Regions from separate parts of the Mus musculus genome. Here regions 2, 3, 4, 5 and 6 are each linked to region 1. Evidence: chromatin contacts called from public HiChIP or PLAC-seq and promoter capture Hi-C data. All regions are on one chromosome and are shown on one strand. Each heading gives the region's core, a stretch centred on a gene start, on an enhancer-like site or on the middle of the called end of the contact. The rest is flanking DNA. Distances are from core to core; before and after follow the strand shown. Region 1 holds the start of Nans (N-acetylneuraminic acid synthase (sialic acid synthase)). Region 2 holds the start of Zcchc7 (zinc finger, CCHC domain containing 7). Region 3 holds the start of Stx17 (syntaxin 17). Region 4 overlaps Zbtb5 (zinc finger and BTB domain containing 5). Region 5 holds the start of Exosc3 (exosome component 3). Region 6 holds the start of Slc25a51 (solute carrier family 25, member 51).

Region 1 (4,596 bases), core at 1,553-4,052:
CTGAGGCGTCACCTTGGGCTGCACAATGCCACCTAAGCCAGCAATTCCTACTACTGAACTAATGTATCATATATTATAAAGGTGTTATCTTTTTTTCTAGGGGAGGCAGATTTCAAGACAGGGTTTCTCTCTGTAGCCCCGGCTGACCTAGCACTTGCTCTGTAGAGCAGGCAGGGCCTTGAAGTCAGAGATCCACCTGCTTCTGCCTCCCAAGTGCTGGGGGTTAAGGGCGTGCACCACCACTACCTGGCATAAAGGTATATTTTATATACCATTCTGGTGGTGCACACATTTGTCCCTGCACTTGGGAGACAGAGGCAGACAGATCTCTGTGATGCCAGTCTGGTCTACATAGAGAGGTCCAGGCCAGCCATGGCTACATAGTAAGACCCTGTCTCAAAAATACAAAAACAAAGAATAGAAAGATGGCTCGACTACTCTTACAGAGGACCCAAGTCTGGCTCCCAGCATCCACACCCAGCAGCTCACAACTGCCTAAACTTCCAGCTCCACGGAGACCTGATCGATACCTTTGCCTTCCCTAAGCACCTGCTGGCACACAAACATACATATAATTTAAATAAATAAATCATAGGGGAGAAAACACTTTAAACCAGGTAGTGTTGTGTGCCTTTAATCCCAGGCACTTAGGAGGCAGAAGCAGGCGTATTTCTGTGAATTGAATACCAGCTTGGTCTACATAGTAAGTTCCAAGTCATCGAGGGCTCAGGATCAGTCAACTCACAATGTCCTAACACTAGGCCGGGCTCTTGCTTACAGCCCCAGCCCCGCCACTGTGCCCCCTGACCCCAATACCCTCCAGAACTAAAGAGAACCCATGAGAAAAAAACTATAACTCTGTTTGCACGGTTTTATATTTCTAGGTTTTACAACCTCACCATACAAGGAGGTCACACCTTGGAAAAACAGGCTGTCCCTTTCAATCAAAAGCAGGAATTTCCCTCTTTATAGTCCAAAGGCAGGAAACCTGTGTTTAAAGGGAAGATTAAAAATTATACATTTTTGAAACGAGGTCTCATTAGGTAGCCCCTGATGAGCCTGGAACTTGCTAAGTAGTCCAAGCTGGCCTCGAACTCAGAGAGATCTGACTGCCTCTACTTCCAAGTGCTAGGATCAAAGATATCAATGAAGTTGACAACAAGCATCATAGGAATTAAAAGAGAGAGTACACAAAAGCACTTAGTTCCGCATCTCAAGAGTGACAATCTAAAACTGTGTTAGCAGTTATTACTTTAAAGTCCTTTTGTGCTTCAACAGTACTGTGATCACAAGACCAATTAATTAGTTCTAAGGAAAGGTAAGATAAAACTGAATTTGAGAGAGTCCATGTAGAGAGTGGAGTGCTATCTTGACACTCGATGGGGTTAGAAATAGCTGTGAGCAGCCATGTGGGTGCTGGGAACTGAACTCAGGTCCTTTGGAAAAGAAGCCAATGCTCTTAACCACTGAGCCATCTTTCCAGCCCCAGGAACTGCTGAATGTAATGACCCATGCCTACACTCTCGACACTTGGGAGACTATGACAGGAAAACGGGTCCAAGCTTGAGAGCCTAGCCTAGTCTACAGAGTAAATTCCAAGCCAATCTACATTACAGAGTGAGACTCTTGTCTCCAAAAACAATAATAACAATCAATTAAAAAGATAACAAACCAAAAAAAGAAAAAAGAAAAAAGAAATCACAGGGTAGACTTTATGAAAGCTGAGGGTTAGGGTCACAATGACGAACAGGACGGTTTCTCTTCAAAGATTCATTCAAAACAAAGAAAGGATTAAAAGAAAGTATGACAAGTCCTGAGTGAAGGCTAGCACCTGTAATCCCAGTACTTGGAAGCCTGAAGCAAAATATCTGAGGGATAGCCTGGGATACATGATGACTCCCAGTCTAGCCCAGGTTAGAGTAAGTCCCTGTTTTAAAAGGACTAGAAGCAAAACACCGTGAGACCTAGGGCTGCGGGCTGTAGCTGGAGAAGCCATCCCTGTCGTTCGGACTGAACGTGTGGAAACTTACTAAGAGAAGTGGGTGGGCGTGTAGTCACAAGCATCTCAGCAGCTGTAGTTAGTGGTCACCCAAGGAGCCCTGGACTAATTATTGTGCTTTTCACTCCTTCCCTTCACGGATGCTCATCCCAGCTCCATGAAGCCGGGTTTTCAAATCAGGCAGCTTAGTCCCTAACCCGATCTGCACTTTTTACCGGTTAGTAATCCAAACACTGGGACTGAGAAAAACCACACCAACTTCCAAGGACTGTAGACAAATATCACACGGGAGGATCTCTGGGGTGGCATATGACAAGCAGGAAGGGGCTGGGTCCCTAAGATTCTGGTTAGGTAGGAAGCCACGGAGCAGGCCAGGCAAGGGTAGGAGCTGATCTAAACAGAAAGAAGATCGGTTGGGAGGGCGAGCAAGAGCAGCTGTTAGACGGAGTTGGGGAGCCGAGGCAAGAGAGACGCGGAGCACAGGACCAGAAGGCAATCGCGGCCGCGCTCTCCCAAGCCCCTCCGTGAATTCTCCCGGGCCCCTCCGTTAGCCTGCCCCCCGCCCGGGTTCCCTGCAAACTCCTCCGTCAACCTTCCTGGGCTCCTCCGCTACTTACTCCTCCACGGGCCCCGCCCCTCACCTTGGCAGTGCGGATCATGCGCTTGGCCACATCTATGTCTCCTTGGTGGTTCTGGCCGATCTCCGCGATGATGAAGCACGGGTGCTTTCCACCCACCCAGCGCCCGGGACACAGCTCCAGTTCCAGCGGCATGGTGCATTACCCGCGCCTGCTTGCTGCCCCGGGCGTTTCCGCACCCGCCGCGCAGGCCCGCAGGTCTCAGCCCCGCCACGTCAGCCGGCGGCTGTCGCGCAGCCAATCCGCGGGCCCCGTCTCGCTCGACAGCCAATCGGAGCCTTACCTCTGCAGAGAGCGGGGAGAAAAGCAAGCCCCGCCCCTCCAGCGCTGCCTACGCCTCTAGACACAATTTGGTCTACTTTATGGCTAGATAGAAGAACAAGGAGAGAGTGCAGCCCATGAAGCAGTCAGGAAAGTAGGTGTTCTAGAGTTCGAATCCCATGGTTGCGGATTCTGAGACAGAACAGAAAGACGAGGAAATCTTGCGAGCATAAGACAGAGAGGAGCGCTCACCCAAGAATCTGCGTGATGTCTTTTGTCAACAGACTAACAGGAATTTCCACGCAGCCGCTAACAACTAACTGTAGTCTGCAGTTTTCTAGAAATCTCATGAAAAATCACGTTAGAGGGAAAGGGCAGACACCAAATGCCTCAGGAAACCCTAGTGGCTCCTGGTTTTGCCATATCAGGTTATACCCCATCCAAGGCATCTCTGGAGCCACCTCACTTTCCAAGAGAGTGAAGGAAATGGGTGGTGGTGGGGAATCTTAGTAACCTTGTGAGATGCAACTTGAGAAGCACTAAAATGGTATTTGTGGCTAACATTAAGACAGTTATGACTCTCTGGTCTTCTCAAGCATTGTTTACATTCTTCCCTGAAACAGAAGTATCATATAGAATTGTAAGACAGTATATAGAAATCTTTGAAGCCGGGCATAGTGGCACACGCCTTTAATCCCAGCACTCGAGAGGCAGAGGCAGGCAGATTTCTGAGTTCGAGGCCAGCCTGGTCTACAAAGTGAGTTCCAGGACAGCCAGGGCTATACAGAGAAACCCTGTCTCGAAAAAAACAAAAGCAAAAACAACAAAAAAAGAAATCTTTGATTGCAAAAATTGGTATGGTATTTAATTTGTTTAATTTGTTTTTATGTATATGGTTTGTTTTGTGCACCACATGTGTGCCTGGTACCTGAAGAACTGAGAAGAGGGAATCATAGTCCCTGGAATTGGAGTACAGACGATTGTGAGCCACCAAGTGGATGCTGAGAACTGAGCCCAGGTCCTCTGGAAGAGCAGCCAATGAGCCTTATCGCTGAACCATGCATGCCTCCAGTCCACAGTGCAGTACATTTTAGACAGCCATAGCTGTTTCTACTATATGAGAGGCATTAGCCTCAGGGAGTTTCACTAATTTGGCCAAAGTCATCCTGAACTCTAGAGCGGGGCTCAGACTGCGGCCCTGGAGTGTCTCCCAGCCCGGGTCTCCTACAGCACACTCCTTGGATTTCAGAGTTAGATCGATTTCCTGTTTGACTACACAGAACTGAAGAACGGAAGACAGCCAGGACAGAGGTTGTTTTGTTTTGTTTTGTTTTGTTTTGTTTTGTTTTTGTGTGGTGTTTTCAAGACAGGGTTTCTCTGTGTAGCCCTGGCTGTCCTGGAACTCACTTTGTAGACCAGGCTGGCCTCGAACTCAGAAATCCACCTGCCTCTACCTCCCAAGTGCTGGGATTAAAGGCGGGTGCCACCACCGCCCGGCCAGAATAGAGGGTTTGAACACATTGGAATAAACATGTAGTTCAAAGTACCCACAAGACAGGAAGAAACACATCTGAACCTGACTGAGAGGGAGGGAGCTCTGGAAGCCATCCCCAGGAAGAAAGGCTGAGGAGATGGAGAAAGCAGGACAGATAGGGGGTGGGGCGGTCATAGCAGAGGAAGCAGAGAGCAGACAACACC
Region 2 (4,596 bases), core at 1,428-3,927, 1.7 Mb after region 1:
ATATAGCTCATATATGCCAAAGTTAAGGTTTGCCTCAAGCTGTTTTGGTTTGTTACAACGTTAATTTCAATCAAATTCACTTAATTTTTAAAAAGTATACTCAAGGATGAGTATGAATCTGCATGTGTATCTGCATGTGCACACACACGCTTTTTGACGCAGAAGGCTTTCTCAGCTTTTTACTGAGCATACTTAACCAGCTAACACATGTTTCTGACAAACATTTACATCTAAAAAGTACCTGCTGGATTGTTTTCACAAAACTCCCTTTAGAAACATTTGAAGAAACAGGTCCAAAGACACAAGGAGGCCTCCCTAAGGCTGGACACTTGGTTAAGAACTCGGCTAGCATGATTTACATGTTCCTGATCTAAGCTAATCATCACTACAAATACTGCTATATGTGTACTGGCTAAACACCTACATTTATCTGACATATACATTAACTTTCCACAGGGAATACAAACCTGAAACAGACATTTTAATTAAAAGGAGTAGTAGACATTTAAACTTACAAATTTACTATTTAAGAACCTAACTGGTACTTAAACTTTATCAAAGTTCTGTGTGGTAGGGCACAGGGACACACAATAATCCTAGCATTTGGTCAGAAGTTCCTGTCTTAACCCCTAGAACCCATCCCCAAAGAGTAAATAAACAAAAGATGTTATCAAAGCACAGCAACTCAGAAGACTGATCACATTTTAAAATCTAAAATATCAGAAGTGGAAAAGAAGCTTATCTAAAGAAAGAATATAAAACCACTCACTGTGGTTTTTTTTTTTTGGGGGGGGGGGACAGTCATTGAATTTCTTTAAACTAACAAAGGTTAATTAGGTTTCCAGAATTTACCAAGACTTAAAAGCCAATATTCCCCCTTAAAAGATTACCTACTAGTCATTCTAGACGCTTTGCTCTTAATTTTCTTTCAAAGTATTTCCAGCTTAGAGCTTCTTTCTGGGTGCTATAGGTCATCTGAGGTAGATTTAAATCCCAAATTTGGTCTTATTCATTTGATGGTGCTGGGGACTATATCCAGGGGCCTGGACATGCTAAGCCAGTGTTCTACCTGGGGCTGGACCCCACCTTGAGGGCTGAATTTTTAAATCCACAGTTGTCAATGGATAAAATGACTAATAGTTTATTCTCCACTTAGGTTTATAACTTACAAGAATCTCAGTGTGCTACTGAGATTCAGTGAAGGCAGAAACAAAACCAATTACAAAAGTTAAAATGTCTGCCCCTTTTTCAAATGTTACTGTCACTTCCAATCAAAGGAGGTAAGGAATCCAAATGGGACCATCAAAGAGAGAAACAATGGGCTTGTCTCCATGTCAGAAATGCATGCTAAATTTACTGATGTTAACTTCTAACTACTCTTTGGACTCTGCTGGAAACAGTGCTTCTCCTATTTGTCCCATGCACTGTTAATCGTGTAGTTTTCATACAATTTTCACTTCCAATTCTTCCCTCAGATCATTCCCCATCCTCTGACTAAATGACAATAATTAACTGTCCCTAAAGCACAACACCGTCTTAAATACACACGCTGCAATTTAAGGTCTAAATGTTCAACACCAAGTCGAGAGCTTTTGAAGGGAGCCTAGTCATTAAATTAAGGGTGATTTTATACTTGGGAAAAACAGGCTCAGGAAAAAAATTATCCAATGGGCTAAAAAAGGCCCTTAAAAGTTTCCTTCTGCCGGGCGTGGTGGCTCACCCCTTTAATCCCAGCACTCTGGAGGCAGAGGTAGGCGAATTTCTGAGTTCGAGGCCAGCCTGGTCTACAAAGTGAGTTCCAGGACAGCCAAGACTATACAGAGAAACCCTGTCTCAAAAAAAAAAAAAAAAAAAAAAAAAAAAAGTTTCCTTCATTCAACCCTGAGACTTGAAATCACAGTAAACTCGACCTAAAGGTATTCTGAGCGTCGGCAGCTAATCAGTGATGGCTGGAACTGGGGGCTGCCAACTCCCAACCTCGATTTCCCCACAGTAAAATTGACTACAACTGTCTGCTGTTAGGGTGTGCGGGCGCGGGGGCAGAGGATCATCTTAGGATACCCTGGTTTTATATAAGGAATGGGGCATAGTTCCCAGATTCTTTGTGTCTACTCGTGAAGCGGCTACTTGACAGCACCAGCTTAAGGTGGCCCCCGACTGGACGCATCCTTGAGGGCCAGGTTCCCCTCAGCGAAGGGAGACCTCCACATTTCGGGACTGGCCCACCTCCCCAGGACGGGTGAACCGTGGGAGGCGGTGGAGTAACGCCGACAGAGAAGACGTGCCCGTCAAGGCCATCGCCGCCCAGCCTTGCCCAAGCCCTGGTCTCGGGCCGCCAAACCCCAGCCCGGTCACTGAGCCGCGTGGGGCGGCACGGAGCTGAGAGGCCATTTGCTGCGCTGCACTGCGCTGAGCCCCGAAGGACCGGGAGGGGAAGGCCAGAGAGGGGCACGCATTAGTTCCACAGCTCCGCGGGCGAGGCGGAGAGGGGAAGGGGTCCCCCGGCCGCGGGACAGCTCGGGGTCCGTCACACACATACTCACTGCCGCGGCCGCGACCAGGAAGCACCAACCAGGAACCGAAACGCGTAGAGGAACGGGGAGGGGCGAGGACAAATGAGGTAAGGAAGCCGCGTCCGCGCGGACTCCAGGGAGGAGAAGGTACTTCCGGGGAAAACAGAGCTCTTGGGAGCTGTCCTTCCGCCCAACCCGCGAGTCCTCCGAGCGCATGCGTAACGCTTATTAACCCTTTGTTTTCTCCGCCTATAAACTTTGTGTTTGGTTTTGTTCTTTTTTTCTTCATCCTTCCTTTCGAAAAGAAATCTCGGCTGAAAAAATTATGGTGCATATTTTTATCTTATGAGTTATACTAAATAGAAGCTACTTGAAGGGCAAAAGTAAGTGCGAGTTCACTTACTCCCGTGTTGGAAAGAAAACTACAATTCCCATGATACCTTGGTCCGGTCGGCAGGGGCTGTCTCTTTTCTAGCTCTGGGTGACGCCCTCGTAGTAACACGTGGCGCAGAGCAAATCGGCCCCTTTTCCGGGTGGAGGTCAGAGTTAGTAGGGGATTTAGGGTTAGTAGGTGACTTCGGAGAGGGACCTTGATAATGCCAGCGCGGGAAGAGGCATTTTTGAGAGTGTCTGGTTTGGGTTTTGGTTTTTCCGCTAGTGGGAATAGTGACCGCACGGCTTTTCTCACCTTAGGTTGTAAAGTGCACTCGGAGGTGCTTCCGCCTTGTTAACTGTTTGTGAACCGTGAAGAGCTGCACTCCTGCAACACGGAGTAAATGCTGTTCTTTCTGGTACTAGGAGACGGTGTTCACGGCCTCCAGCATTGGTTCCCTTGGTCACACCTTTAAGAAAAAACAAAAAAACAAAAAAACTTTAATTATGAGGTTGGACGTGTAACCCAGTTGGTAAAGTGCTTGCTTACCGCATAGAAGGCCCTGGGTTCATTTTTAAGTTCCACCACATAAGCAGCCTAGTACAGAGGAGGTGGAAAAAGGAAAATAAGGAATTCAAGTTCATCCTTAGCAACGTGGAGCAGTCAAAGATAGCCTGAGCTACTTAAGACCTTGTCACAGTCAAACACAAACAAACATAAGTTCATCTAAGCAACTTTACAAATACCGAATTAGGTACTGACAACATCCCTGATAGATGAGTTTGATTTTAAATCTTTTTGCCAACATTTATTGAACATATTAGAGCCAAGCTGTCAGCCTTCTACGTTATTAGAAAACTAAGCTTATATTTACTTAAACTAAATTATAGGGGGGTTGGGGGAAGAGTTTCAGGAAAATGTCAGGCTGTTCTAGAAAGTCCAGATAAAGTAGAAGAATTTTAAGGTCTTGTTACAGTATTAGGAGTTTGAAAATAATTACAAAATTCGATTAGCATTATGGTTATGTGCTAGGAAAGAAAGGGACAAGACACTATAAAAAGGCAAAATTGAAAAACCTATTTGGGGGATAGAAAAAGTGGTATAGAAGTAGGTCACATGTTTGGACAGTTCAGGGAATATGTGCCAAAGGAATGCTGTGTGTGTGTTTGTGTGTGTGTATGTGTGTATTAAAAGACTGAATTTTTAATCAAGGGCCATAATAACTCCTCTTAGTATATTGTTAGCTTACAGGTGATTTCACTAGACTCCTCCCAGGGACCGAGCAAGGGATTAGAGGACCTATAAAAGGACTGCTGGCCACCCGGCTCTCTGTGTGTTCCATAATCTCATATGTCCTCTCCTTTTTCTTTTTTCCCCTCCCCCCTCTCTGTTTTCAGAGTTCCCTCTCCCCCGTCTGTCCTCAGAGGTCCCCCTACCTCTTGCCCTCGTGGCCCCTGCCTGCCTCTATACCCTTTCCTACCCTGTCCCAGGTCCTCAGTCCTCTCCCTTCCCCCAGGAAACCTCTTTTATACCAGATCTGTTGCATGGCATAATTACTCAGGAATATGCCTTGGCATGAGCTAAGTACCCACCAGGTACCCCCATTCATAACAATATTGTTTTGCTGCCCCTTTTGCTAGTTTTTTAGGTTTTACTACAGAGCTTAGTCCAGCCTTAAACTCAAGTACTGGGATTGCAAGTTGGTGCAAC
Region 3 (4,596 bases), core at 1,039-3,538, 1.6 Mb before region 1:
TGTTTCTCTGGGTTGTATATTTCAGACATCCTGGAATGAATTTCTGCATATACCAGGACTGAACAGATAGGGAAAGGTTTCCCAGGAAATGAGTCAGTTCTCACTGTTAGAGAACAAGCAGGAGCCAATACTAGGATGATCCTGGTCGTGTAAAAAGACAGAGGTACCAGTCTGCACTTTGATTTCTTCACAATCTATAAATACAGAGATAAACGTTCATCTTGCATACATGGATGTATATATGCATGTACTGCTGTCTTTGGTGAGGCTCTGAGTGTAATGGCACCCTAGTAGCAGTGAGCACCCCTAGACCACAGGTGTTAGTGTCTAATACCATTCTGAAAGACAGAGAGAGGGCAGCAAGCTGCAGGTGAGCGAAGGAGACCAGGAGTCCTTAGAGACGCGGTTGATTCCAGAACTGGTGCAGAAGTCACAGAGGTACAGAAAATAATAAGGACAACACAAAACCTTCTAATGGCCAAAGTGAGAACAATTTGATATATTAAGTACATAATAACAGCAAAATAATCATATGAGATTTTGTTTTTTTTTTTTATTTTTCCAAGACAGGCTTTCTCTGTGTAGCCTTGGCTGTCCTGGAACTCACTCTGTAGACCAGGCTGGCCTTGAACTCAGAGAACCACCTGCCTCTGCCTTCTGAGTGCTGGGATTAAAGGCGTGGGTCATCAGTACCCAGCAATCATAGGAGTTTATGTTGACACAAAATAGTGAATACAGATAAAGAAACCAGATGGAAAGTGCCTCCTTAGAGCAGAAGTCAATAAAGGAGGGAAATTGAGGGCTGTTACAGTATCAAAGTAATAAATAGTACTTGGGGAATAACTGGACTACTAATTGCTATAGAGAATCTCCCAGATACCAAATTTAACTAAGTCATCTGATTGTGTCAACACACAAGCAGTAGGTCCCATCTGGAAGGTCCATGGAGGCATAAACTGAAAAGGGTACTTATACCTTGTGGTATTCTTAACAGAAATGCAACACAATCTAGTCCCAACTAACTATAGACAAACTCCTACTTGAAAGGCATTACCAACATTCCTGACTCTTCAAAGCACACAAAGTCATGATACTGCTACAGATTGGAAAAGGTAATGTCGCCAGGCCCATCAAGAGTAAGGCTGCTTACTAGATACCATTGTAGAATACAGAAGGGACTCTAATAAAAAGAATGGAATCCCAAGAGACCCAGTTAACCAGATAGTAATCTCTTGCTCTCTGTGACTGTATTAAGGATGGTATGTAAAATACTAACACAAGGGCGCTGTAGTGTTCTGTACTATGTGTACGAGTTTTCTTTCTCTCTTTTTTGTTTTTCTAAGACAGGGTTTCTCTGTGTAGGGCTGTCCTGGAATTCAGTCTGTAGACTAAGCTAGCCTTGAAGTCAAGAGATCCTCCTGCCTCTGCCTCCTAATGCTGGGATTAAAGGCATGGGCCACCAAGGCCTCCAGCAACTTCTGCAACTTTTCAATAATTGCAAATGACTCCAAATTTTTTTGTCTGGTGTTTGTGCATGTATAATAATTGCTGTTTCATGGATGAAAGAACGTGTAGAAGACAGGCCTGCAGTCATTTTCCAAGCACACACATTTGCAGTGAGAGGTGTCAAGTGCTTTTTATAAACTTAATCTCTTGGTACTTGCAACTAAGATGATATGGGTACCATGATACTAGGGTTCCACAAGAAGAAAAAGTACCCAAAGGTGAAGTAAATTACTCAAGAGTTATTTAAAAGCGAAAGAGCCCCTTTCCAGGAAAAAGGTCCCAAACTGCTGATAACACTATCTCCCAAGGAAATGCGTCCCCTTGGGCATGTGGGTGGTACAAGGAGAGTAAGTGCTGGCTCGGTCCCCGCAGCTGCGGCCTCTCCGCGTCCTGCTTGGGCACCGGTGTCGCGTCGTCCCTCACGGAGTCACCAGGACGCACCCAGGCCACACCAACGACCCCAGCGGCGCGGCTGGCCCGGCGACCCAGGGCCCGAAGCAGCTCTTCACAGCGACCCGGGAGGGCATAGCGCAGTGGGGCCTCGGCCTCCCCGCTCCCGCAGGGACAGCTACTCCAAAACTGAAAACAGAGAGGCTTGGCCACTTCTGGTCGCGGCCCCGGCGCTCACACTGACCCGAGGCCGGGCTTGGTGACCGGCGCCTCTCCCTTGCGTCCACAGCCCGGCCCGCGGTGACACATCGCAGCCCAGCGACCCCGTGGCGGCAGCCCGGCAGCCCCTTACCTCCCGCCTAGGCGCTCGAGGCCGTCGATACACACTGCGCAGACGCGAGAGGGGCGGGGCGTCTCCAGGGGCGGGATATGTGGCCCCGCCCCCTACCCGGCCAGTGGGCGTGGAGGTAATATAGTGTGCCAACCACTGGATGAACAATTCCAAGTGTTTTATGGGTCGTCTTGTGTACTGTATCTAAGACAATTTACACTTGGATAACCTTCTACATGTTACAGTTTTCCTGCACATTGTGTTCCTTGAATTTTGTTGGCGAGGACGGCCTTGTGCCCCTAGCTCTTTAGGTGTGTAAAAACTGAAGCTCGGAACCCAGTGCCATCCTTCCCCGCCCCGCCCCGCCCCGCCTCCCAGAGCCCCTGAGTGACTGGCTAGGAGTATCTGAATAGCCACAGGCACAAATGAAAGAAGGCATAAACTTTTTTGTCCAGAGCCTGCTGCAGTGCTTTGGGCGTCTGTCCTTATTAAAATGATACCTGGTCACTTTGAGGCTCAGCACAGATAGGAAGTGACTCACTCCAGTTCAGCCCGTTTGTGACAGCGCTGTACTCACAGCTGGTTTTCCTAATTTCTTCTCAAGTAGTTCCAGTTGGACCAGCTGCTGCTAGAACAAGCTTTGAAGTGTGTGCAGGTCATTGATTCTCCTCTCTGAATGTTCTGACCTCAAGACCTAGCCAACTAAAATATATATATGACTATTCAGGTCTTTGCTTGAAATGGATCTTCTGATGATGAAGTTTTCAACAGTCTTAAGAACATTTCCTGTTAGCTGTAAGGAAACTCAGTTCTTAGGATCTGCAGGTAGAAAGGAAGTAGAGGGGGAATTTTAGCCCACAGATTAGGGGCTTAAGAAAGTCTTGAAAGGCAATTTTTAAAATAAAGCTCATTATTAATTAAGCTATTTGAATTTTCTTTGGGGTATACTGGATGTTAGTGTTTATGGTACCCTTAGTTCATAGATTGAGGCATATCTATCAAATTTTCATCCCAAGGAGAAAAATAAAGGTATTAGGTAATGCCATAGGATGGATGGTAAAATGCCAAAGTCAGTTAAACAAGCAATAGGGAATCATTTAATTGGTAAAGTGCCTGCTTCACAATGAAGACCTGAGTTTGGACACCCAGCACCCACATACAAAACCAAGCTCTGTGGTATATGTTTATGATCCTAATACTATCTAAATAGACAAAAGGATCCATGAGCTTGCTGCCCAGCTGGTCTTGTTGAATTGGTAACCTCCAGGCTCACTGAGAGATGATGTGTGTTCTCTCTCTCTCTCTCTCTCTCTCTCTCTCTCTCTCACACACACACACACACACACACACACCGAATCCATTAAACAAGACCTTTTGAAGTAAAGATAACTAGTGTTAAGTTTTGAAAAAGTACAACAGGGAGCTGTGGCACTCTGGAATTGACTTTGGCCTTCCAGGTGGTTGTATGATGTTTGCTGTAACTTAGGTGTGTCATGTAGAGAGATAATGATATTTAATCTAACAGTTTGGCTAGCCTCACTTACAATCTACAATACTTAATTGAATCTTTCAATATTTAGACATAAGGGGTGTGACCATTCTCTGTGCTCTTGCCTTAAGCCATAAAGTTATTAGGATAATAAGATCTGCTGCCACGAGACAAAGTTTTCTTGATATCTTAACTTAACCCAGTAGATCCAAAGAAAACAAAACAGTAAGGAGAATACATCTTGGAAAAAACAAAAACAAAAAAGAAATTATTACCTGGTAACATGATTGCTTTCATGGAGAGCCTGTAGATATGAATTCAAACAACTTCAAGGTGGTTAAAGAGATGGCTCTTCTAAATGATAATCACAAGGTTAGAAATGTAGCAGGAAAGTGAACACTGAGAAAAATGTGTGATTGTATCTATGAGAAGGTAGAGGAGCTATAAAAAGAGTGGAGTAGCCCCAGAAAGGTTGGGTTTGGGGAGGAGAGGCTTAAAAGGAGTGTCAAGTATCAACAATCTCAAAGACAAAAAACGCAGGATTACCTCATTAGATGCAGAAAAGGCCATTGACAAAATTCATCACCCCTTCATGGTAAAAGTCCTGGAGAGATCGGGGATGCAAGAGACATACCTCAATAAAATGAAGGGAGTTTACAGCAAGCCCATAGCCAGGATCAACTTAAATGGACAGAAACTCAAAGCATTTCTACTAAAATCAGGAACAAGTCCAGATTTTCCACTATCTCCACACCTACTCAATAAAGTCTTAGCTAGTGCAATAAGGCAAATGAAGAAGAGCAAGGGGATACAAGTTGGAATGGAAGAGGTCTAAATATCTTTGCAGATGATATGGTAGTCTGCATAAGTGACCCTGAAA
Region 4 (4,596 bases), core at 1,557-4,056, 1.5 Mb after region 1:
GGAAGTGAAATGAAGCAAAATCCTGTGTTCTAGGAGATAACAGATTAAGGGAGTGGGACCTTGGGGCAAGATTCTATCTAGCTAAATTAAGATCCAGGCATGGTGGTACACACCTTTAATCCCAGGAGACAGGCATGCTGATCTCTGCATTCAAGGTCAATCTATAGAGCAAGATCCAGGATAGCCAAGCTTAGGCAGTGAATGGTTTGGAAAACATAAAGCCAGTGACAATGTAATAGTACAAGTGTTCTAACTCGTGCAAGCAGCAGAACTCAGCAGCTTCTGCCATGTGGCTCTGGCTCTACAGTTAAAAATGGAAGGAACTATTGGGACAATTTGATGCTGGTTAGCTGGAGCTAAGAAATTAGCAGTGATTGAGAAGAGACCAGCATCACTGAGGTGAACTCTTCTGGGAAGTGTTTTCTGGGAGCACAGAGAAGCTGTGTTCCAGAGATAGCCAAGGTTGTACCTCGTGCTACAGCTGGACTTGGTAATGTGTAAGAATCACCCAGGTGGTACTGGTTTTGAAGGCATAAAGGTATCATGAAGAACAGCTGAAGCTTGGCATTGTGAAAGGTCATGGAAGGCCATTGGAGAAGGTATAGCCTCAGCTGTAGTTGGTGGCCCAGGACCGAAGGGGTCATGCAAAGGATTTGAGGCTTGGCACCATGAAGAGAGCCTATGAGAGGCTATTGGTGAAGCCTAGTTGAAGTAGAACACCCCAGTGTATTGGAGATGTCAGTACCATGGGATGATCACCAAGAACAGCAGCCATAGTGGAGTGGATCAACCTGAGCTTAGAGTGCTACAGAGGGCAGAGCTGGAGAAGAGATGCCAGCCCTTAGGAGGAGTCCAAAAGATCAAGTGGAATCCCAGACACTGAAACAAGAAGCTGTAACATTGAAATTGCCTTGGAGACTCAAAGATGTTAAAGATGCCAGAGCCATGGGATACATGCTGAGGAAAGCTGCTAACGGAGTGGAACCAGCCCAGGAGAAAGCAGTTTGTTGCAGTCAACAAAGATGAAAAAGGAGTGGAGTTCTAAAGACTGCTTTGACATCATCCTTGGAGATGCAGAGTTTGGAGTTTGCCCAGCTGATTTCCTGCCTTGCTTTGGGGATTACAGTTAATTAATTAGATGAATCTCAGAAGAGACCTTGAACTTTGGACTTTTAACATTGCTGAGACTGCTATAGACTATGAGGACTTCGAAAATTGGACTAAATGCATTTTGCCTTATGCTATGTTTAGACTCATGTTTTTGAACAAGTCTATGAGGGCCAGGGAGTGGAATGTGATGGTTTGTATATTCTCGGACCAGGGAGTGGCACCATCTGGAGGTGTGGCCTGATTGGAGTAGGTGTGTCACTGTGAGTGTGGGTTTAAGACTCTCATCCTAGTTGCCTGGAAGTCAGTCTTCCACTAGCAGCCTTTAGATGAAGACATAGAACTCTCAGCTCTGCCTGTGCCATGCCTGCCTGGATACTGCCATGCTCCCACCTTGATGATAATGGACTGAACCTCTGAACCCGTAAGCCAGCCCCAATTAAATGTTTTTTATAAGACTTGCCTTGGTCATGGTGTCTGTTCACAGCAGTAAAACCCTAAGACAATATTTTAAGTGCATTAATGTTTTGCCTGCATATATGTCTGTGTGAAGGTGTGAAGTCCCCTGAAACTGGAGTTACAGGCAGTCATGAGCTGCCATGCTAGGATTTGATCTTGGGTCCTCTGGAAGGGCAGTCAATGCTCTTTAACTGCTGAGACATCTCTCTAGCCCTGAAACTAATTTTATTAAATTCTTTTGAAGATGAGTGGCATAAGTAAGCATATTATAGCTTAATTGATAATATTTATATTCGGGCTTACACCTTCAATTCCAGGACTCTGGATGCTGGGTCAGGAGACCCTGTCTCAAAACAAACAAAAATGACAGCTTTCTTTCCATCTTCTCTGGTGTTACACAAAATAATTCGGCTTATAACCACTGGCATTTTAGACTTAATAAAATGTGGTGCAATTAGAAGACCCATCCTCAGTTATTTCACTCTAATTGTAATGAGTGAGTTTTACAGATTTGCCTTTATGCTCTTGAGGAAGTTTGTTACTGAGAAGAACTGACTAGGAGTGAGGCTCTTCCTTATATAAATGGAAATTAACAAACTATTTGTTTTGCAAACTTTAATGAATGATTAAATGATGGTGTGCCTTTTGGAAATTATACATGATAATCTGTTACTTTTTATATTCAATAAGTGGGTTTACAAATCCTTTATAGTAAGCTTTTCAAATTAAAATGATTAGAGTGAATTGCTTCCTGTTTTGCCCCTGTATATGATATTGTTAACATGGTATAATTGATTTTTCAGTGCATCTTAATTATTCAGTCATGATTTTAAATTAGCTCAACATCATCTTTCTCTAAAATTGCAAGGCATTCACCTTTTGTTATCCCGTTTAATTTCTACTACAAGGAGGTCAAGGAAGAATGACAAGGAGATGAAGCCTGCTGTTTCTTCCTCCCAAAAAGACTAAACACACACACACACACACACACACACACACAAAACACATCTACTTCGACATACATTATATTCGTTATTGAATAGAAAGAAGGTCGAAAGCAGCTCAGCATGGTCAAATCCTGATCATTGTCAATTTTAAGTGGCTCATACTGCTTTAAAAGCAAACTCAGTATAAGAAATTAACTTTTTCTCTCCTATCTTTTCTACTGGTAAGAGACTATTACTAAAGATTCAGGGCAAAGGTCCTTTAGAAGTCCCAGTAGACCAGTCCCAGCTCGCCCAACCTGCCAACCAAGCAGAGCCTTGTCGAAGGGTGGGAAAGCAGCATTAATCAGGTGACCACATCGGGGAGGGCAGCCAGGCTCAGTAATCTCAGATATGTCTTGTATCAGCTGACAAGAACTTGAGATTTTGTAGGAAAGGGAAACAAGCAGAGACTGAAAGTTTGCTCAGCTGACAGAGCAGGTCACCTTGGTCAGGCCAGTGGTCTGGCTGGCCATTGTCCTTGTTCTGGTTCCTGGAAGTGGGTCTAGAACAGCAGCTGCCCTGTCAGCATGCACATCTGCTTCCCATAAGCTTTAGGAGAGCTAATCTCGGGGTGGTTTGTTCCCATTTGGGACTGGGAGACCTTTTCCAGCTAGGTTTAGCATGGATAGGATTAGTTCCATTTCTCTGTCCTAAAGACAATTTTTTTTTTCTATCTGTCATATTATTCCTAGAATCCAAGGTAACTGCAGAACAGAAACCTAGGAGGACAAAAGTTAGAGAAGGACAGAATGGAACCAGTTAAGCCTATTTGCCAGCTTTATAAATGTCCTTGCCCCCAGTGCTTAGACATTACTTTCTTTGTCAGAAAATGTCACCCAAACCCCCATTCAGAAATAATATTCTCGCAAGGGGAAGCGATACACACCTTTAATCCCAGCACTCGGGAACCAGGCAGGCAGATCTCTGAGTTCAAGGCCAGCCTAGTCTACAGAGTGAGCCGGGCCTAAGGAGGGAAGAAGTTGGATCCCCTGGAATTGGATATACAGGAGATTTATGGGCCACCATGTGGATGCTGGGAATCAAGTCCAGGTCCTGTAGAAGAGCAACAAGTTCTGGTAATCACTGAGCAAGTTCCTCAGCCCTACTTCTTAATTAGACTTGTTTCTATTTTATATGTGTGGCTGTTTTGCTTATATGTATGTCTATGTACTACATGTATGAAGAGGCCAGGAAAGGGTGTTGGGCCCACTGGAACTTGAGAGTTAGACACTTTTGAGTCTGTGGCTGCTGGGAATGGAACCTTTATTCTTTTTTTGAGACAGGGTTTCTCTGTGTAGCCCTGGCTGTCCTGGAACTCACTTTGTAGATCAGGCTGGTCTTGAACTCAGAAATCCGCCTGCCTCTGCCTCCCAAGTGCTGGGATTAAAGGCGTGCGCCACCGCTTTTCAATCTCACACCTAGGTCACTCTTTGCCGCTAAATGTTGGAAGGTAGCATGCTCGTATCTGTTTCTACAAATTCATACCATTGTCCATGTTGTGAGAAACTGGAGATCACCTTTGTGTTTTCCAGTTTTACCTGTTACACATACGCCTCCCACTTTGTAAAGCACCCAGTTATATGTCTCATTCTTACTACTTGCCTGTGACTTGAGTATTAGCACTCTACTGTGTAAATCTGTGTTCCACAACATATTATCTTGAACATGTTAAAACAGTCAAAAAATAATTCGGTGGTACTAGCTAGGCATATAGCTCTGTCTGTACAGTGCTTGCCATGCAAGTGTTGGACTTAGTCTCATCCCAAGAACTCACATTAAAACAAAAGCTAGTGTGACACACATGGCTGTCACCCAGCACTGGAGAGACGGAGACAGGAGTCACTGGCTAGCCAGCACTGGTGGTACATGCCTTTAGTCCCAGCACTCTGAAGGCAGAGTCAGGCAGCTCTCTGAGTTTAGAGGCCAGCCTATCAATAGAGTGAGTTCCAGGATCAGCCAGTGCCACAGAGAAATCCCATCTCAAAACCCCACCTCTACTTCCTATTGCAAAAAAAAAAAAAAAGCCTTGTCTGCCCAGTGAAAC
Region 5 (4,596 bases), core at 1,200-3,699, 1.2 Mb after region 1:
CACAGCCATTTACACCACCATTAAAAAAGACCTCCTGTCGTTTCGAGACTTCATGACTATCACCACTCCCGAATCCAGAGTATCCCTCTTGCTGCTGAATTCCGAAGAGGTTATAAGCCAGGATGCTTTGAGACAGACTCTTAACTGCACGCAGGTGCGCTACCGCAGGAACCTGAGGATTCGAAGTACAAACTTGGCAGGGCTCAGGCGACAAGCCTTCCAGCTCGAGGCCCTCGCGGGCGTGTCCGGTGGGTGGTGCTTGCAAGGGCCCGCCTTTTCTGGCCTTGAGTCTCCAATGACTTAGCCTCCTTTGTTTTCTGAATCCACGCGTGGGCTACCTCCTGCCCCTTTGCTAAAAGAAGTGCACCGGGTATGGCTCCTGCCCTAGATTTTGTATTCTATTTCCTTGGGAAACTCCAAACTACCTAGGGTAGGTGCTGAGGACCAGTCCTGAGAATGAGCAACGTTCATTCTCCTTCTCCACCTTTCAGAGGCCTGACATCACTGAATACACCAAAGGCATAGCATTGAGCCATTGAATTAAAGTGGGCTTGGTTGGTTAGTCACAGAATACCTATCGTTTTTTGAGACCTGAGTTATAAAGGAAGAAAGAAGCATAATTTACCTCTGCCCAGAGAACGTCTCTCTGTGAGAGACTAACCAAGTGGTACAGTCTAGGGGGCTTGAAAGGAAAAAAAATGGCGCTCGACAGGTGGAAGCAGAAACCTCTCAAATGCAGACGACATAATCAGCTGTTGAAGAAAGCTCTTTATGAGGAGTGAAGAAAACCACAAACTGGACACCAAGAAAAAGACCCTTTTCAAAATACATAGGGGATTCAGCACCCCAAATCCAATCTTTTCTGGAGAACTGGCGTTTTTAAAGTCTTTGAAGAGTCTCTCCCCCCCCCCTCCCCCAAATGTAGGGTTGGTCGATTTGAATAAAGAATTGATGGTGAATTAGGCCAGAACTGTTGTGTAATGTGTCCTGTGCAGGCCTTGAACTTGTTCAACCGGCCCATCAGCAGGGGGCTTGCTGTTGTTGCAGGTGAGAGTTAAAAGTGTGGGGGTCCCTGCAAGCTCTGCTGCCAGCGGATCCCCAGAAAGTAAGAAGTAAACGTGGTTCAGCATGACTTAGCCGGGCTGGTACAAACTTCGGGAGTCTGACTCCAGTTTATTTTTATTTATTTATTTATTACTTATTTAAACAGTAAAACTTTCAAAAGAAAAAAAAAAAGGTTTTCTTGTGACAACTATTACCACAAAGCTTAGGACACGGTTATATCTAAACTCCCTTGCAAAGTGCATGTTTTCTTGAAAAGCACCATGACCTCTTCCACAAGAGTGGGTTCTGTTGACTGAGAAAACATGCTCAGGAGAAGAGCCTAGGGAGGAAAGGTTTTTATAATCATAATAGCAAACTCTTTTTCAAATCCATGAGATCTCTCTTATAAGGATGGAGTCTATGGACTGGAAATGCTCAGGAAAAGGGGGATTCAGGTGAGAGCTAGCTCCACAGAATGGTAAAATTACCTGGTATTCAACAACCTCCATTCCAGCCTTCCAAGTGAATAGCTGTCAATTTCTTCCATTGAAGAAAAAGATCTGCATGTTTAACAATTCTGGTTTCTATAGGACTACCTGGAAGCACATGCCCTCCTACCCTCTACACAAAAGCCTACACAGCCTTTTTTTGAGGCTGCTAAGCTTGTATTGAGTTAGGAGGTTGAGGTTGAGGAAGAAGTTAGCCAACTTGACAATTCATCACCTGTTACCTAGCCGTGGCTCCTCTCCTTATCTGCCTACCTCGGAGTCTTACTCTCAGTCTTTCAATAGCACTAATTAACAACTTGGCTGGGGCACTTGTATTTCAGTTGTCCCTTATATCCAGGGATTAAATGGCTTGCCAGCATTTTACCAAATTTGCAGGAATTGTGATGCCCCTTCCCTAAAAAAAAAATCTATAAACTCGAGTTGGCAGCAAAGCATCAAGCAACTGATCTCAGTCAATGCCAAGGCCTTCAGTGCTGTTGGAGAACTGAATCAATTACTCATTGAAGATGCCGACAGAGAAACGCTGGTTTCACAGATAACCCCAAAGTCAGAAAACTGTAAGTTCTTAAGTTCTTGCACATTGTGGGTTTTGGATTTAACAGTTTCTCACATAGCTGTTAGTGTGCTCCCAAAGAAGTAGCTGGGAGAATTCCTGAGTTACCGATGTTCCCAAGCCACTGAAGAGATGAACTCAAGTAGGTGAAAAGGTGTGATGTGTGTGGGAGGAGGTGGGAGATTGTTACATTAGGTACCGTGAAGCTACAGACACAGGGCAGGGAGTAGCACCCATGGGATGAAGCGAGTATCTCCCAAGCTCAAGTCCAACTCAGAAAGCCCACAACCACCGGAAAGAGATGACCCTGGTGGGCGGGTAGCGGAAGCGGAAGTAGATACCGGAAGCTGCGATGGTGACGCCTGCCATGGCTGAAGTACTGTCCGCGGGACCGGAGTCGGTGGCGGGCTGCCGAGCACGGGCCGTGCACAAGGTGCTGAATCAGGTGGTTCTCCCCGGGGAGGAGCTGGTGCTGCCGGACCACGAGGACGTAGACGGCCTTGGCGGCGCCGGGGAGCAGCCGTTACGCCTGAATGCGGGTGCGCGCCCGAGGCTGCGCGTAGTGTGTGGCCCAGGTTTGCGACGCTGCGGGGACCGTCTGCTGGTCACCAAGTGTGGCCGCCTGCGTCACAAGGAGCCCAGCGGAGGCGGCGGCGGCGTTTACTGGGTGGACTCGCAGCAGAAGCGGGTGAGCGGATGTCGGAGAGGCGGCGCTGCCGCGAAAGTGGGCCCCCTGCAAGCGATCATAGGTTAAGGCGAATCTAGAGCCGCGGTGGCTTCTAGCCCCCTCTCTGCATCTTCTTTAGAGGAACCACAATAGGAACACATCCTGAGAAGGGTGACAGGAGAGAAAGGTTCCGTGAGATCTTGTCTTGAAAAACCCAAAGCCTCGGGGTTGCCATTTGGTGTCCCAGTTGCAATGAGTCCAAATAAATCACAGGGAATTAAAATTCCCATAGAATAATTAAGAGCTTTCACTTAGGAATAATGTCAAATGGAGTGGGTTTCCTTGAATGTAAAGATTCTTGTGCCACCAGACTTGTAAAGGATGCTGAGAAAACTTGAAACTTGATCAAGTGTGAATTAGACGTTCATAAAGTTGGACTGGTGCGGGCCGGTTTTGTAGTTGCAGCTACATGGGGAGTATGAGTTGGCTGGATAGGTTGAGACCCACCCTGATCAACCTAGATGAAAGTTTCAGAAGATATTTTGTAATGATATTTGTATTATTTATGACTGTTCTTTCATTCTGCTTTTAGTATGTACCTGTGAAAGGGGACCACGTGATTGGCATAGTGATCGCTAAATCTGGAGATATATTCAAAGTTGATGTTGGAGGGAGTGAGCCAGCGTCTTTGTCTTACCTGGCATTTGAAGGGGCAACTAAAAGAAACAGACCAAATGTGCAGGTAATAATGGGAGTCTTTGGTTTCAACAAGAAAAAATATCCACTCCCGAGAAAGTTAACTATCCAGAGGGCTACTTGAATTGTCTTCAAAGCATAAACCAGTTCTCCAAGACAGTTTATAAGAGTTTCTCAGGCGCTGCGGCTCCAGAAGTATTGCTGTATGTCATGTTTGCAGCCTTGGTTCTTTTCTACCGGGTTGAAGAGTTACATCTGCTATCCCCCTCCTTACCTGTCATGTCTGAATCCACCCCATGAGGAAAATGGCCCTAGTCTAAGGGCCATGGGCACTATTGGCTATCTGTTCATCATGGCTCTAAATCCTTGGAGCTGGAGCTGACAGAAGAGTAATCTTGTTTCTGTAGGTTTTCAGGTTGGGCTTTCTGGGTAGTTTAGCCATGTTCTTCCTGAACACCTGAGCCAGAAATGTGCTGGCCTCTCTGCTGCTTTTTCTTCAACTCTCAAGGGTCTTTAGTCACTCAATCTTATTTGTTCCTTCTCTTATCTTTTGTATGCCAACCCCTTTGTCTCACTTTTGACAGGAGCGGGCAACAATCTTATGAACTCATTAAAAAAAAAAATCTCATTAAAAAAAGGATTGTTCAAATCACACAGAGAGCATTGTACTCAGGGGTCTTTCCTCGTGGTTTCTGTTACTTCATGGAACCATATTTAAGCTTCACAGTGTAACTGGGCTTTGTTTCCTTCCCTTGGGTCTTTATTAATGGTGTTCCTGTTTGGAGCTGTGTCCTCAGCCCTAGGAGACATCACCTTTGAGGTCCAGGCTGACTGAGTTGATGACTGTCTCATCGTCACTTGTCCTGCATATTCACCACACACTGGGTTCATTCTCATTGCCCTGTGCAGGACCACATGCCCAGGAAGCCGGAAAAGGTGTAATGATTCCCGCTAGGTTTTGTAATCACCCACAACAGTGGGGACTTACAAGGCATTTTTAAAGTATGCACAGGAAAGTGTGCCTACATGTATGTTTTTGCACGCTGTGTGACAGCTTCTTGTGGAGGTCAGACAGGAAGGTCAGGTCCCCTGAAACTTGAGTTATGACAGGTTGTGAGCAGCTACAC
Region 6 (4,596 bases), core at 804-3,303, 1.1 Mb after region 1:
ACTGGATACCTGCCTGGTTTCTTTGCTTTTTGAATAATACATTTGAATAGAAATTCACAGAAGCCAAGGCAAACATAATTTTGAGGTAAATGCCCTTTCCCCAATTGTTGCCTGGTTGTTCTAAACCATGAGATCCAAAAACCTGTCCCTTGTGCTTATGACAGGGGAGGGAGGTTTGCACTAACAGGCCCACTATCTGGCATTTACTGTCTTATTCCCTCCCACTGTTGAGGTGACTTCCTTCTCTGGCCCATATTCCATCAGATCACCCTGAGGCCCAGTTCAAACACCTCTTACCCCATGAATCTGTCCCTGGTTCCTTATTGTGGGGCACTGGGCTCTGCACAGACAGGCTGGTCTCCAGTCGAGCTGAGGTCTGAACCCCGGTGGTCATAGGATAGGGAAACTCTGGCGGGGTGTGGGCCTTTTTTCCCTTTTCCCACTTCCCCCGGGCCCCGTTTTTTTGTTCCCACACCTTCTCAAGGGGAAAGCCTCTCATACTTCTGCTTTTGTAGGCTTTGGGTCCATCAGACTCTGACCTCCCTTGGAGGTACCTGCTGCACAGCTGGCACCTCCTCAGGGAGCCATGACTGTACGTGTGGCAGAGGACACTAGCAGTGTGGCCCAACCCAAAATCAGGAACTTATTTTAAGACTTGAGGGTTGGGTGCTGGAGAGGTTGCTTGGTCACTCAGTTAAGAACATACACTGTGCCGGGCCGTTGGTGGCGCACACCTTTAATCTCAGCACTCGGGAGGCAGAGGCAGGTGGATTTCTGAGTTCGAGGCCAGCCTGGTCTACAGAGTGAGTTCCAGGACAGCCAGGGCTATACAGAGAAACTCTGTCTCGAAAATAACCAAACCAAACAAACAAACAAACAAAAAAAGGGGCTGGGGACTTAGCTCAGTGGTAGAGCGCTTGCCTAGCAAGCACAAGGCCCTGGGTTCGGTCCTCAGCTCTGGAAAAAAAAAGAAAAAGAAAAAGAAAAAGAAAAAGAAAAGAACATATACTCTTCTTGAGTCTGGCACCCACATGGGACAGTTCACAGCCTTTAATAATTCCAGGATCAAGAAATCTGAAGCCCTATTCTGGCCTCTCTGGGTACTTATACACATGTGCTAACAGTAGAATAAATCTATTTTCTTTTAAAAAAGAAATGTTTTGTAATTTTTTTTCCTCTTAGGAACTCATTGACTGGATCTCTAGGCAAACTTCCTTAAAGGAGGCTTTGAAATACCAAGATTGACACTCCCGTTTGCTGACGCTAGAAGGCGTGGCCTAGGAGGCGTGGTTTCCGACAGCTTCAGAAACCTGTAAACACTAAGCAGGCTGGGTCACCCACCTGGAACGGTGTGTAATGGTGAGATAATCCCAGTCCTAAGAGGCAAGCTGGTCGCACATTCAGGAGTCTGCTGAAGAGCCTGCCCACGAAGGCTGACTTTGTCCTTTCTGTCCACTGACATTTATCGCCTGTGGTTCTGCAAATCAGAACCATTGTTCAAATGTCACAACATGGAGGAACCCACTCATGGAAGAGACGAATAACTTGCCAAAAGTCACTCAAGGGATGTCACGGCTATAATTCTGACCCGGCTCTCCTAACTCACAGCAGGGTTCTCCTTCCAAGACTCCACAAACTGTGTGTGCATCTAAGGAAAAAGAGGCTAGCTGTATGACCTCATGTACAACTCAGGTGTCCTGTGAAGTGCGGTGACAAAGAGCTCTCCACCAAGCTTTGAGATCGCCTCATCAGAAGCTTTCGCGCCTCCACGCACGCGCTATCTACAGCCCTGGATCTCAACAGACTACACGCTAAATGACGCGCTTGCTGTTTTGTGGAACAACGAGGCCACCGTATAACTTCAGCTTAAGTCAGGGGGGCGGGGAGACTAGCGGCACCCCCACAGCCTGGCAAAAGGTGCGACAAGAGTCAGTACCGGACCGGACGCAGTACAAGGCAGCTATAGCGCTACCCAGACCCTGAGCGAGGCAGGGCCCTGGTCACGTGGCTCGACGACGTCCCGCCCCGCCCCGCCCCGCCCCTGCCTGGGTCGGACCAGTCTGCGCCTGCGCGGGCGCGGGCTCGCTCGCCAGCCGTCCTGCGGGCTTGCGCCCCGGGCCGTGGGTGAGTCCTGGGTGGGGTGCGGTGGGGAGCGGAGGCCGCTGTGCTGCCCTAGCTTCGGGCCAGAGAGAAGGGAGGCTTGAAGCAGGGTCGCGGGCTGCCGAGCTCCAGGTCCTGCGCTCTCCACGCGTCCGGGTCCCGGCAGCTGCGGCCCGGCTCCGGCCGAGGGCCCTGTGGTGCTGCGGCGCGCTCCGGCAGGGAGGCGCCCACAGCTCGGGAGATGCAGGCCCCGGGGGATCGCGGTGGCCCGTGGTTCCCTTTGTCTGCCACCCGCGGGATCGCGGCGGCCCGTGGTATCCGGTGGTGCTGGCCATTCCGCCCAGCGCCTCTCCGTCCTCCCCGAGTGGGCAGATGGAAGCCTGGAGAATGCTCGTTCCGAGGCACCATGTTTCATCACGCAGGAAAGAGTCTAAGGCGGGCGGGTGGGTGGGCGGGCGTCAATTGTTCCCTTCTGTGCGGATTGTTGTAGCTAGCTTAGGTAGAGGATGGCAGCGCCTCGGCCATGTTTACGACTTTTAGCTTAACCTTTGTCTTGGCCCCTACAGGCTGCCCAGCTGGTCCTAGTGCCCACCTTCTGGTTGTCAGTTTTTACCTGTTGTCTATTGAGCAGAATGAATTGTGTGTGGAGTTACCGTACCAAAATGGATCTCCGGCGCCTTTGCTTTGAAAGGATTTGAAGACTCGGATCCAGGGCACATGAGAAACCAGAGTCGTCACCCTTAGCGTTTCTTAGGGCGACATGACACTTCTGACAAGAATTGACTCTAGTCTCCTTTGTCAGATAGAAGCTAAGATAATGGGTTTTTTTGTCACAGCTGTTGCTTTGCATTTGCAGTGGTAAAATCCTGCTGTAACTAGCACTTGAACCCTGCCTGACCCTGGTTTTGTATGCTGACTCAGACCTGCTGACTAGTGGGAATTCACGTCTTTTAAGAATTACAGTCACCCTTTGCCCTGTTTTTGGTCAAAGACCTTTGTACTAAGGTCATATCTGGCTTTTGCATATCCCTGTGGGCTGAAAGTTACATTGAGTATTTAGAATTTACACTGTGCTTACATCACAGAAGTTTGACCCTTATTGGATCAAAGTGGATTTTGCTCCCTTGTGTTAGGTTCGGTGCCTTACAGCAAACTAGAGCAGTCGTAGTAAATACATTTTATAGTAAGTTGCAAAAGATTATCATTTGGAAGTATTTAAATAGGAACCAGTTTATCAGAGTTAAGTTAGTGATCTGAGTGTTGTTATAAAACATGCCATGTTTTAAAGTTTATATATATATATTTGGGGAGGGAGGTTGGGGGGCTCTAATGTGCCAAGGCGCTTGAATGGAGGTCAGAGGACAACTTTCCAGAATTTTTCTCCCACCTCTCGATTGAGCTGATTGGCAGTTAGCTCCTTACTTGATGAGCCTTCTAAACTCTTATCAGAACACTGCACACTGTTTTTCCTTCTTGTTGCTGCATTAAGAAACTTGTTACAGGCTGCAGAGATGGCTCAGCTGTTAAAGCTGTTAAGCTCATAACCCAAAAAAAAAAAAAAAAAAAAGACGCTAGTCACACCACCCTGGTAGGCAGGGTGCAGCTGACAGGAATGCTTTAAGTCTGACATCTGGGAGGTTTGCAAAACATTACATTTTAGCTAAGCATAGTGGTGCACACCTTTAGTCCCAGCACTCTAGGGGGCAGAGGCAGGTGGTTCTCTTGAGTTCAAGGCCAGCCTGTCTACACATCAGGTTCCAGGACAGCCAGGGCTACACAGAGAAACCCTGTCTCAAAAAAGGCACTTTTTTTTCTGTATAAGACCCTTAATATCTAATAATGTAAGTGGTCAAAAATATTTCTAACATTTCTTATGGTAGTTTGTACAGGGGTCTGTAAATACCTGACTGCCTGGGCTATTTTCTGTTTGCTGACCAACAAGGCCCATTATTTCAGCCGTAACAGATTGGATGGACCAACTTTAATTTGCAAAATGTTGTTAAGGAGCAGAAGAATGAGTTGGGCAGAAGGGAAAAGCAAGCGTGGCCTTTGTTTGTAGCGCTGGGGATGGGACACAAGCAGGGAAGCAGTCTTGCTGAGCAGAGTGCTTGCGAAAGGGCACCGGTGACTTAATGTTCAGGACCACAGCTGTAAGCGGCTGTTAGATGCTGACTTGAGCTGGGTGTGCAGACCATCCTCTGCCATCCAGGCCAGCCGTAGCTAGATGATGAGACCCTGTGAATAGGTGATCACTGTGTAGAGCTGAATAGTCTCTGAATTTGGAAATTGTTAGGCTAGTGTGTGATTGTATACATTTTTGTGAGGTTTTGGGGTAGGGGAAGGGAGGTAGAGCAGGTCTTTCTATGTAGTCCTGGCTGTCCTGGAACTCAATATGTAGACCAGGATGTTCTTAAACTCAAGAGATCCTTCTGCCTCAGTGCTGAGTTAAAAGACCTGGGCAACCATACCAGGGATTTTTGTTGATTTTTAACATTA

The links. Promoter capture Hi-C pulls out the DNA fragments that hold promoters and counts their contacts. HiChIP or PLAC-seq counts read pairs in DNA pulled down with a chosen protein or histone mark. Capture Hi-C pulls out chosen DNA fragments and counts their contacts.
Region 2: a contact with region 1 is called in a promoter capture Hi-C map of cranial neural crest. The contact joins the promoter of Zcchc7 here to the promoter of Nans in region 1. A contact is called at or near these places in 2 of 39 promoter capture datasets (cranial neural crest and liver).
Region 3: a contact with region 1 is called in a promoter capture Hi-C map of adipose tissue. The contact joins the promoter of Stx17 here to the promoter of Nans in region 1. A contact is called at or near these places in 1 of 115 datasets of contacts at active chromatin or transcription factors (pancreatic cancer cells) and 1 of 9 other capture datasets (adipose tissue).
Region 4: a contact with region 1 is called in a promoter capture Hi-C map of liver, with 3 times the contacts expected there. The contact joins the enhancer-like site here to the promoter of Nans in region 1. A contact is called at or near these places in 12 of 39 promoter capture datasets (the 3T3-L1 cell line, 3T3-L1-derived adipocytes, the HPC-7 cell line and 7 more), 1 of 484 Hi-C or Micro-C datasets (B cells), 1 of 115 datasets of contacts at active chromatin or transcription factors (forebrain) and 1 of 9 other capture datasets (liver).
Region 5: a promoter capture Hi-C map of liver shows a contact between it and region 1, with 2.6 times the contacts expected there. The contact joins the promoter of Exosc3 here to the promoter of Nans in region 1. A contact is called at or near these places in 3 of 39 promoter capture datasets (hippocampal neurons and liver) and 1 of 484 Hi-C or Micro-C datasets (B cells).
Region 6: an H3K27ac HiChIP or PLAC-seq map of thymic regulatory T cells shows a contact between it and region 1, with 6 times the contacts expected there. The contact joins the promoter of Slc25a51 here to the promoter of Nans in region 1. A contact is called at or near these places in 4 of 39 promoter capture datasets (hippocampal neurons, liver, neutrophils and 1 more) and 1 of 115 datasets of contacts at active chromatin or transcription factors (thymic regulatory T cells).

The regions. Positions count from the first base shown.
Region 1 is chr4:46,487,535-46,492,130 of GRCm38.p6, reverse strand. It overlaps Nans (N-acetylneuraminic acid synthase (sialic acid synthase)), which reads right to left and starts at 2,802. Exons shown (of 6, transcript NM_053179.3): 1 at 2,641-2,802. The coding sequence starts at 2,772.
Region 2 is chr4:44,754,640-44,759,235 of GRCm38.p6, reverse strand. It overlaps Zcchc7 (zinc finger, CCHC domain containing 7), which reads right to left and starts at 2,677. Exons shown (of 9, transcript NM_138590.4): 1 at 2,544-2,677.
Region 3 is chr4:48,122,611-48,127,206 of GRCm38.p6, reverse strand. Stx17 (syntaxin 17) reads right to left here and starts at 2,288. Exons shown (of 8, transcript NM_026343.2): 1 at 2,249-2,288.
Region 4 is chr4:45,003,906-45,008,501 of GRCm38.p6, reverse strand. All of the region lies in intron 1 of Zbtb5 (zinc finger and BTB domain containing 5), which reads left to right. Among named protein-coding and RNA genes, the nearest start is that of Zbtb5, 6.2 kb to the left of the region's middle. Within about 2 kb of position 2,806, at least 20 of the 459 cell types and tissues checked have an H3K27ac peak or open chromatin away from gene starts, as enhancers often do. A contact at or near this core is called in 3T3-L1-derived adipocytes and liver, where this site is marked.
Region 5 is chr4:45,318,469-45,323,064 of GRCm38.p6, reverse strand. Exosc3 (exosome component 3) reads left to right here and starts at 2,449. Exons shown (of 4, transcript NM_025513.4): 1 at 2,449-2,794; 2 at 3,366-3,515. The coding sequence starts at 2,474.
Region 6 is chr4:45,406,223-45,410,818 of GRCm38.p6, reverse strand. Slc25a51 (solute carrier family 25, member 51) reads left to right here and starts at 2,053. Exons shown (of 3, transcript NM_001009949.3): 1 at 2,053-2,124. It overlaps Gm46852 (a long non-coding RNA gene), which reads right to left and starts at 1,429. Exons shown (of 3, transcript XR_001784277.2): 1 at 1,342-1,429.